Linked DNA regions of Zea mays: region 2 is linked to region 1. The links are chromatin contacts, called in public Hi-C maps. All regions are on one chromosome and are shown on one strand. The core of a region is the stretch at or near the end of the contact, and the rest is flanking DNA. Distances in the headings are between cores, read along the strand shown.

The links. A called contact is a pair of places that touch in the nucleus more often than the background predicts.
Region 2: a Hi-C map of ear shows a contact between it and region 1, with 2.3 times the contacts expected there. The contact joins the promoter of LOC100284699 here to the promoter of LOC100274599 in region 1. A contact is called at or near these places in 3 of 25 Hi-C or Micro-C datasets (ear, leaf and tassel).

Annotation. Positions count from the first base shown.
Region 1 is chr7:166,531,469-166,534,591 of Zm-B73-REFERENCE-NAM-5.0, forward strand. LOC100274599 reads right to left here and starts at 1,411. Exons shown (of 1, transcript NM_001148951.1): 1 at 392-1,411. The coding sequence starts at 1,385. The coding sequence ends at 738.
Region 2 is chr7:166,735,078-166,738,200 of Zm-B73-REFERENCE-NAM-5.0, forward strand. It overlaps LOC100284699, which reads right to left and starts at 1,502. Exons shown (of 2, transcript NM_001397418.1): 1 at 730-1,502; 2 at 1-631. The coding sequence starts at 1,366. The coding sequence ends at 216. It also overlaps the pseudogene LOC100193600.

The DNA.
Region 1 (3,123 bases), core at 161-2,660:
GGCGAACCAGCTTTAACCACACCCACGACCCAGCCAAGCAACCAACCACCTTGCGGGCTCCTACCACTGACGCGATCTTGGGATCCAGATCCAAGCGGCATCGCCAAGGCACACAGAAGCTCGGCGATTCCAGCACAGTCCTAGCCACTAATGGCGTCGATGAATGAATGCGTCGAGCAGGAACAGGACGCACCAGCGTGAGGCATTGCGGCACAGCGGTCGCCACCGATGATGAAGATATGCAGATGCCCTACCATATACTCTGCAACGCGTACTGAGACCAGGGCGATCATTCTCCCAACCACAGACGGTTATGATGCTCCAACTCCAACCACAGGAGGCAGGACCGCAGGAGATTAGAAAACACCACCGAATCCACTGGTAAAGATTTCCGAGTTATCATGGCCGTCCTCGTCTCAAAACGACCAAATCAAGCTGTTTCATCAGTATATAAAGAGGAACAAAAGAAAGCAAGCAGAGCAGAGCTTGTCGCTCCCTATCTCATCACCGTAAAATCCTATATGTACATGGCGGCAAGCCATCTAGATAAAAAAGCAACAGAAGAAAGAACTCCAATCACCCCGCACGCCTAATCACTCACTAAGAAGAGAAATCTTGTCGACAGCCTCAGCTCCAAGTACCAGGGATCTTAATCCGCGGGAGACGGGAACGGAAGGGAGGGAGGGGGGAAAAAACTGAAGACGATGATACGCGGTCCATCCAATCGGTAACCGCGCTCACCGGCACCTGGAGATGTCGATCTCGATGAGGCTGTCCTCCTCCAGCTCGATCTCGATCATGCCGTCGTCCGCGTCGCCGCCGCCCCGGACGTAGCCGTCGTCGCTGCCCGAGTCGGGGTCGGAGTCCGAGTCCGAGTCCCACGGCAGTCCCATCTCCTCCGGCAGCCCCCACTCGGCCTCGAACTCCTCGTGGATCACCTCCAGCGCGCGCCCTTTGGCCGCCCACGACGCGAACTCCAGGAGCTCCGGGAACACGGCCCCACGCTCCGGCTCTGGCGGCGGCGGAGGAGGGGGAGGCGGCGGGCACGCGGCCTCTGGAGCCTGCTCCTGCTCCTGCTGCTTCTTCTCCTCCGTCGGCGGCGGGGAGGAAGGAGGAGGGGCGGCGAGAGCGGGAGGCGGCGGCGGCGGCGTGGAGCCGAGGTGGAGGAGGGAGAGGAGCAGGAGCAGGGAGGAGAGCGAGGCCGGGGAGAGCACGAGCAGCAGCACCGGCCGGGGGAGGTAGAGCACGGCGAGGAGCGACGCCGCAGCCGCCGCCGCGAGGAGCGGGTGCTGGTGATGGGGCTGCTGCCGCTGGCCGGCGCCGGCGACGGCAGCGGTCAGCTCTTGCGCGGCCGGCTCCGGCAGGGTGGGAGCGGGAGTGGCCATTTATGGAGGGAGGAGGGTGTGCGGCGGTTAAAGCGCGGCACCCGGCACGCGCGGCGTGTTTTTTTTATATACGAGGGGGAAGCGGACAAGCAGAGGAGATTCGCCGCGAACAAAAGCTCCGGCGGGTTTGGCAGCAGCCAGCGGAGAGAGAAGGTGTTTTGGTGGGCTGGTGGCGTCGATGAACACGAACGGGCGCTACGGGACAGTGGGCTGCTAGTCTGCTACGCAATGGCGTGCGAGTACGACAGGGCGCTTTTTTTCAATATGGTATTTTTATATGTTATTCATTTTTCTTATATAAAAAAAATCTGCGATGTACTCATGGAGTCTCCGGCGGTCCGGCCTTTAGAACCAAGAAGACCCGTGCCGGTCAAAGCGGCGTGGTGTACCGCCGTGATCCCCTCTCGTCAGCAGCGAAGCGAAGTGAAGCGATGATGGGCATTGATGACCGGCCCCCGCAGCAAACGGCGCACCGGCAGCGGCATGTGGCTTCGATCAGACGACGGCTGGACGCCTGCACCTGCACGCGCACGCGCACGAAGGAAGCGACGGGTCGTAACGAACCGGGGCGTGGGGCGTGGCGCGGGCGAGCAAAAGCGGCTGCTGCCGGAGCGGCGCCGAGACCCGAGAAAGCTGGCGAGCAAAAGGCGCATCCCCCCCCTCCCCCCCCCCCCCCCCCCCCCTCCGTTTGCATCATTCACCGGTCGTAGCGCATGCGGGCGCGTGGTAGCCCGGATGGTCGCGAATTCGCGGTCGGTCCGTTGGCAGAACGCATCGTCGTCACGTATCGCGACGCAGGCAGGCTGCATGCAGCGGCGGGCGGTGGCGCCCTGCGCCCAGCAGCAGCAGCAGTAGGATCGCTTGCACTCGAAGGGAAGGCTTTACCTGCCGGGCCGGGACGGCCTAGAAGGCTAGAACCGAGGCATGTGAGTGAGGGGAGGGGTAAACACTTGGTAGCCTCTTCTGTTCTCGAATCTCAACCGAGCGGGGATGGTTTCGAGAGTTCTGCGGTTGCTCGCAGTCGCAGTCGCAGACTCGCAGCAGCCCTCTCTCTCTCTCTCTCTCGTGCGCAAGGAAACAAGCTAGCTTCCACTGTTGACGTGGCCGGTGATTGGGGATCCGGATTTACACACGGTCAAATGAAAACCGCACCATGCGTTAGGTGAGCATCATTTAACCGTGAAACGTGTGGTCGTTTGTTTCACCCGCATGCATTCTGCATTATTACACAACATAAAAAAAGAAGATCAGCAAAAATGCGCAGCGCAGCGCAGCGCTACCAAGGACTCCAGGAGACGCGAGCCCTCCATGGAAAAGGGGATCCGGGACCGAGCGCGGGCGTTGGACTTGGACTGGACCGAACCGACGCCTGGCTGCCGCCTCGCCTCGCTGTTTGTTGCCTTACCTTTTGGCGTGCCAGCATCGTGGCCGGTGGGCCGGTCCCCGCCGGCGGGACAATAATTCAGCAGTTCGATCCGGCGACCGGCAGACTCCGACCCCGCCGCCAGGCGCCCCCGCACGACACCGGAGCCGGCGCGCGGCGGCCTGTGGTGCACTGGTGCTGGGGTGCTGCTGCTATACGGCTGTCAGGGGACAGGAAGGGGACGCTGGCAACAGCTGCGCCAGACGGTGCGGTGCGGGCCTTGCCGTCTCCGTCCGCTGCCACTGCCAGGCCTACTAACCGCGTGGGACGGACGGACGGGCCGACGTGACAGGGCTCTTCCGAGGAAGCTGCCCT
Region 2 (3,123 bases), core at 252-2,751, 200 kb after region 1:
TAAAAGTATAAGGAAGGAATGCGGACCAACTTATCCTCTCTCTTGTGCAAAATCTATCATTATCACCTTGTTGCTTGACAAAACCATTTAGGGAGTAACTTTGACAACCATATCTTACAGAGACCAAGAACCAAAATCCAGAACGATCACGGAACAAAAAAGAGAAAGGCATATAACCCTTCCTGCGAGCCGCAGCGATTTGCACCAAGTCCTTCTCAGTAACGGATGCCCCTGCCAAGCATGTCGCTGTAGTGCTTGAGCGACTCCTGCCGCTGCAGCCGCATCTCCATGTTGAACTTGTGGATGAACGCCTCCACGCGGCGGTTAAGCTCGTCCTGCCCCAGCGACGGCTCCCGCCGCACCGGCGCAGGAGGCGCCTTGCTCCTTCCGGCGCCCCCACCGTCGTTGAAAGTCTCGGCCTTCCGCATCGCCCCCGCCGGCGCGACCGCCGCTGGATCGACCTCCCCGCTGCGGCCGCCGGCGGACGGACGGCGGCCCGGGCGGGCGTCCCAGGTGTCGGACTTCTTGAGGTGCCGAGCTAGCGGCGGGCCCCGGCCCTCCGTGATGGCCTTCCACGTGCTCTCCAGCGTCTCCTCCTTCCGCGGCCGCGCTACCCGCAGAGCCCTGCTACCTGCGATTGCCAGAATCCCGGTTGGTACCAAACAGAACTGCCAAAGCGACCTTTGAATCGTGCTGAGGATGGCAAAAGCGCGTGAGCAAGGTTGTTACCTTCTGGGCTTGCTTTGGCCGTCTTCCTGCTGAACCTCGCCGATACCAGCGGCTTGTCCCTGGAGTTGGTCAGGTCGGTGAACGGCAGCACCTTAGTCTCTACATCCGCGGCCACCTCCGGCTCCTCGCCCCTCCGACGCGGCGTCCAGGTCGACCTTGAAATCGAGTAGTCCTCGTCCACCTCGTCTGGCGGCACCGGCGCCACCTCTGTAGTGTGGACCTCCACCAGAGGCTCCCGCTCCTCGACAGCAGCGACGGCCGCGGCCTTCACTGCCACCAGGGGCATCGCCGCAGGCACCTGCAACGCAACCGCAGGCTGGATCCCGTCCTGCTCTATCTCCTCGCCCGCTCCTCCTACTCCGATGGCGCCGGCGCCGGCGTCGGCGGCGGGGGCATACGAAGGGGCCGACGGACGACCGCCGTCGCTCGGCTGGAAGCGTGACGACGCGGCGATGGAGATGATGATGGCGTTGATGACGAGGTACAGGTACGGCGGCGTGAGCCAGGTGGCGGCCACGGCGCGTGCGCGTGGCAGCTCTTCCGTCACGAACGCCGCCAGCGCGGGACCAAGGAACCGCACGCCCCCGGCCGCCAGCACCGCCGCGGCCGCCGCCTTCAGCGTCCGCGCGTACCCCATCGACCTGGTCTAGTCTTCTTCTTCCAGCTCCCCGAACCCAGCACGAGAAGTGCCGCGTCCTAGCTGTCGGTGTCCGTGTACGGCGGGCGTTCGCGGCAGCTAGGGAAACGGAAGGAAGCGAAGCGATGTGAGAGGTGGGCGCGGCGCGGCGCGGTGGGGCGAGGAGTTTATAACGAGGGGACCGGAGCCGATGGCGAGACGCGGGCCATCGGATGAGGCCCGCCCGGCCCGCGTGAACGGTGGTGGGAGGGAGATGCGGGCGGTGTAGTCCTTCCTGCCTGTGCCGATGAGAGCGGCCGAGGTTCAAACGGTCAAAGTGACCGTTGGGGAGCGGTGGGGGTAGAGAGCGGGCGGCGCATGGGCCCGCGACGCAGGCGGCCACGTTTCTGGTGGGCCTGCCGCGCAGCCACGTATACCGGCCCCTTTCACCGCGCAGCCTCACCTCATGTCATCATTAATCGGTGTCAGTGCTAAACGAGACGAAGCATGTTATTGTTACTGGAGTGGTCATCAATCAAACAAACAACTACTCTCGATGAGACGCATGTTATTGCTAAATGCTAAGGGAGTAGACATTTTTAGTTTCGCCTATGCATGCGCTCTTTTTTTTGCTACCGTACAGATACTCAGAAGGGGGTCGTGGACTGTGTCGAAACGTGGCGCTCACGTCACGTGTCCACCGTGGCGGTACGGCAACACGTGTGGCCGGTACGTACGCGGTGCACGATGACCTCATGCGCGGAGGTGGCGCGCGGCAAATACTACACAGGTGTGGCCCGGAGAGGTCGCCTGCCTGCCTACCTTGCCCACACAATGACACAACCGTGCCTCGCCGGATCCGTATCGCAGCATGCGGCGGCCGGAGCAGCGTGAGGGCTTGTTTGGTTAGGGAAATTAGAGAGGATTAAGAGCCTATTAGGTTTGAGACTAAATGAGCGAACTAAACACACCTTAAATCCTCTTCTATACAAACTAGGTGAGTGCCCGTGCGTTGCAACGGAAACATATAATACTGTGATAACTTATGTACAAATGTGTGTTATATTGTTAAGATGAGCCGTCTGTTAGCCCTAGATTTGCAAAAAAAAAAAACATGGAAAATCATGATATCAATGTGCAACACGCAGTTTCTTTGTACTTGCAATGTTTGGAGCAACCTTTCTGATGTATTCTTCTCGCTTTTTCAAGGGTAAGAGTTTAATGTGTTTGACAAGCTTGCAACAATTGAGCTTGCATTGGGAGCACTTGGCACGTTCTATTTCAAACAGTGCCTGCAGATAATTACTAAGAAGCTTTATTACATATATGTGAATTAACTTACAATTTTCTTTGATTTTATATAGCTGAAAATAGTCCTAACTATTCAATGACACCTACAAATTTTTTTTCACTTATGTGGATAACAGAAAGAAGACTCAACTGTCACAGGGTCCTACCACTGGTTCTTAATCTGTATTCCTGGAAACAAGCTAGACCACAGAATAAATCTTCAAAATATTCTGGTGCCTTTGCAAGCCTTCCACTGAACCAAGTAAAACAATATTATTGTGACCAAATTTTATTTGTTTATAATAAAAACAGGATTTACTTCGAAACACAAGGAGTTGTTACTTGCAAAGTCCTTGACAAAGTTTGCACAGAGGTTCGTCGTCAGTGGTCTAGCTCTGAGTGTATTGTTTCTCTATACAGATGCTATTACACAACACACATGTAATGCCACCATGGGCGGCGAAGTAGGGGGCGAAGACAAGGGATTC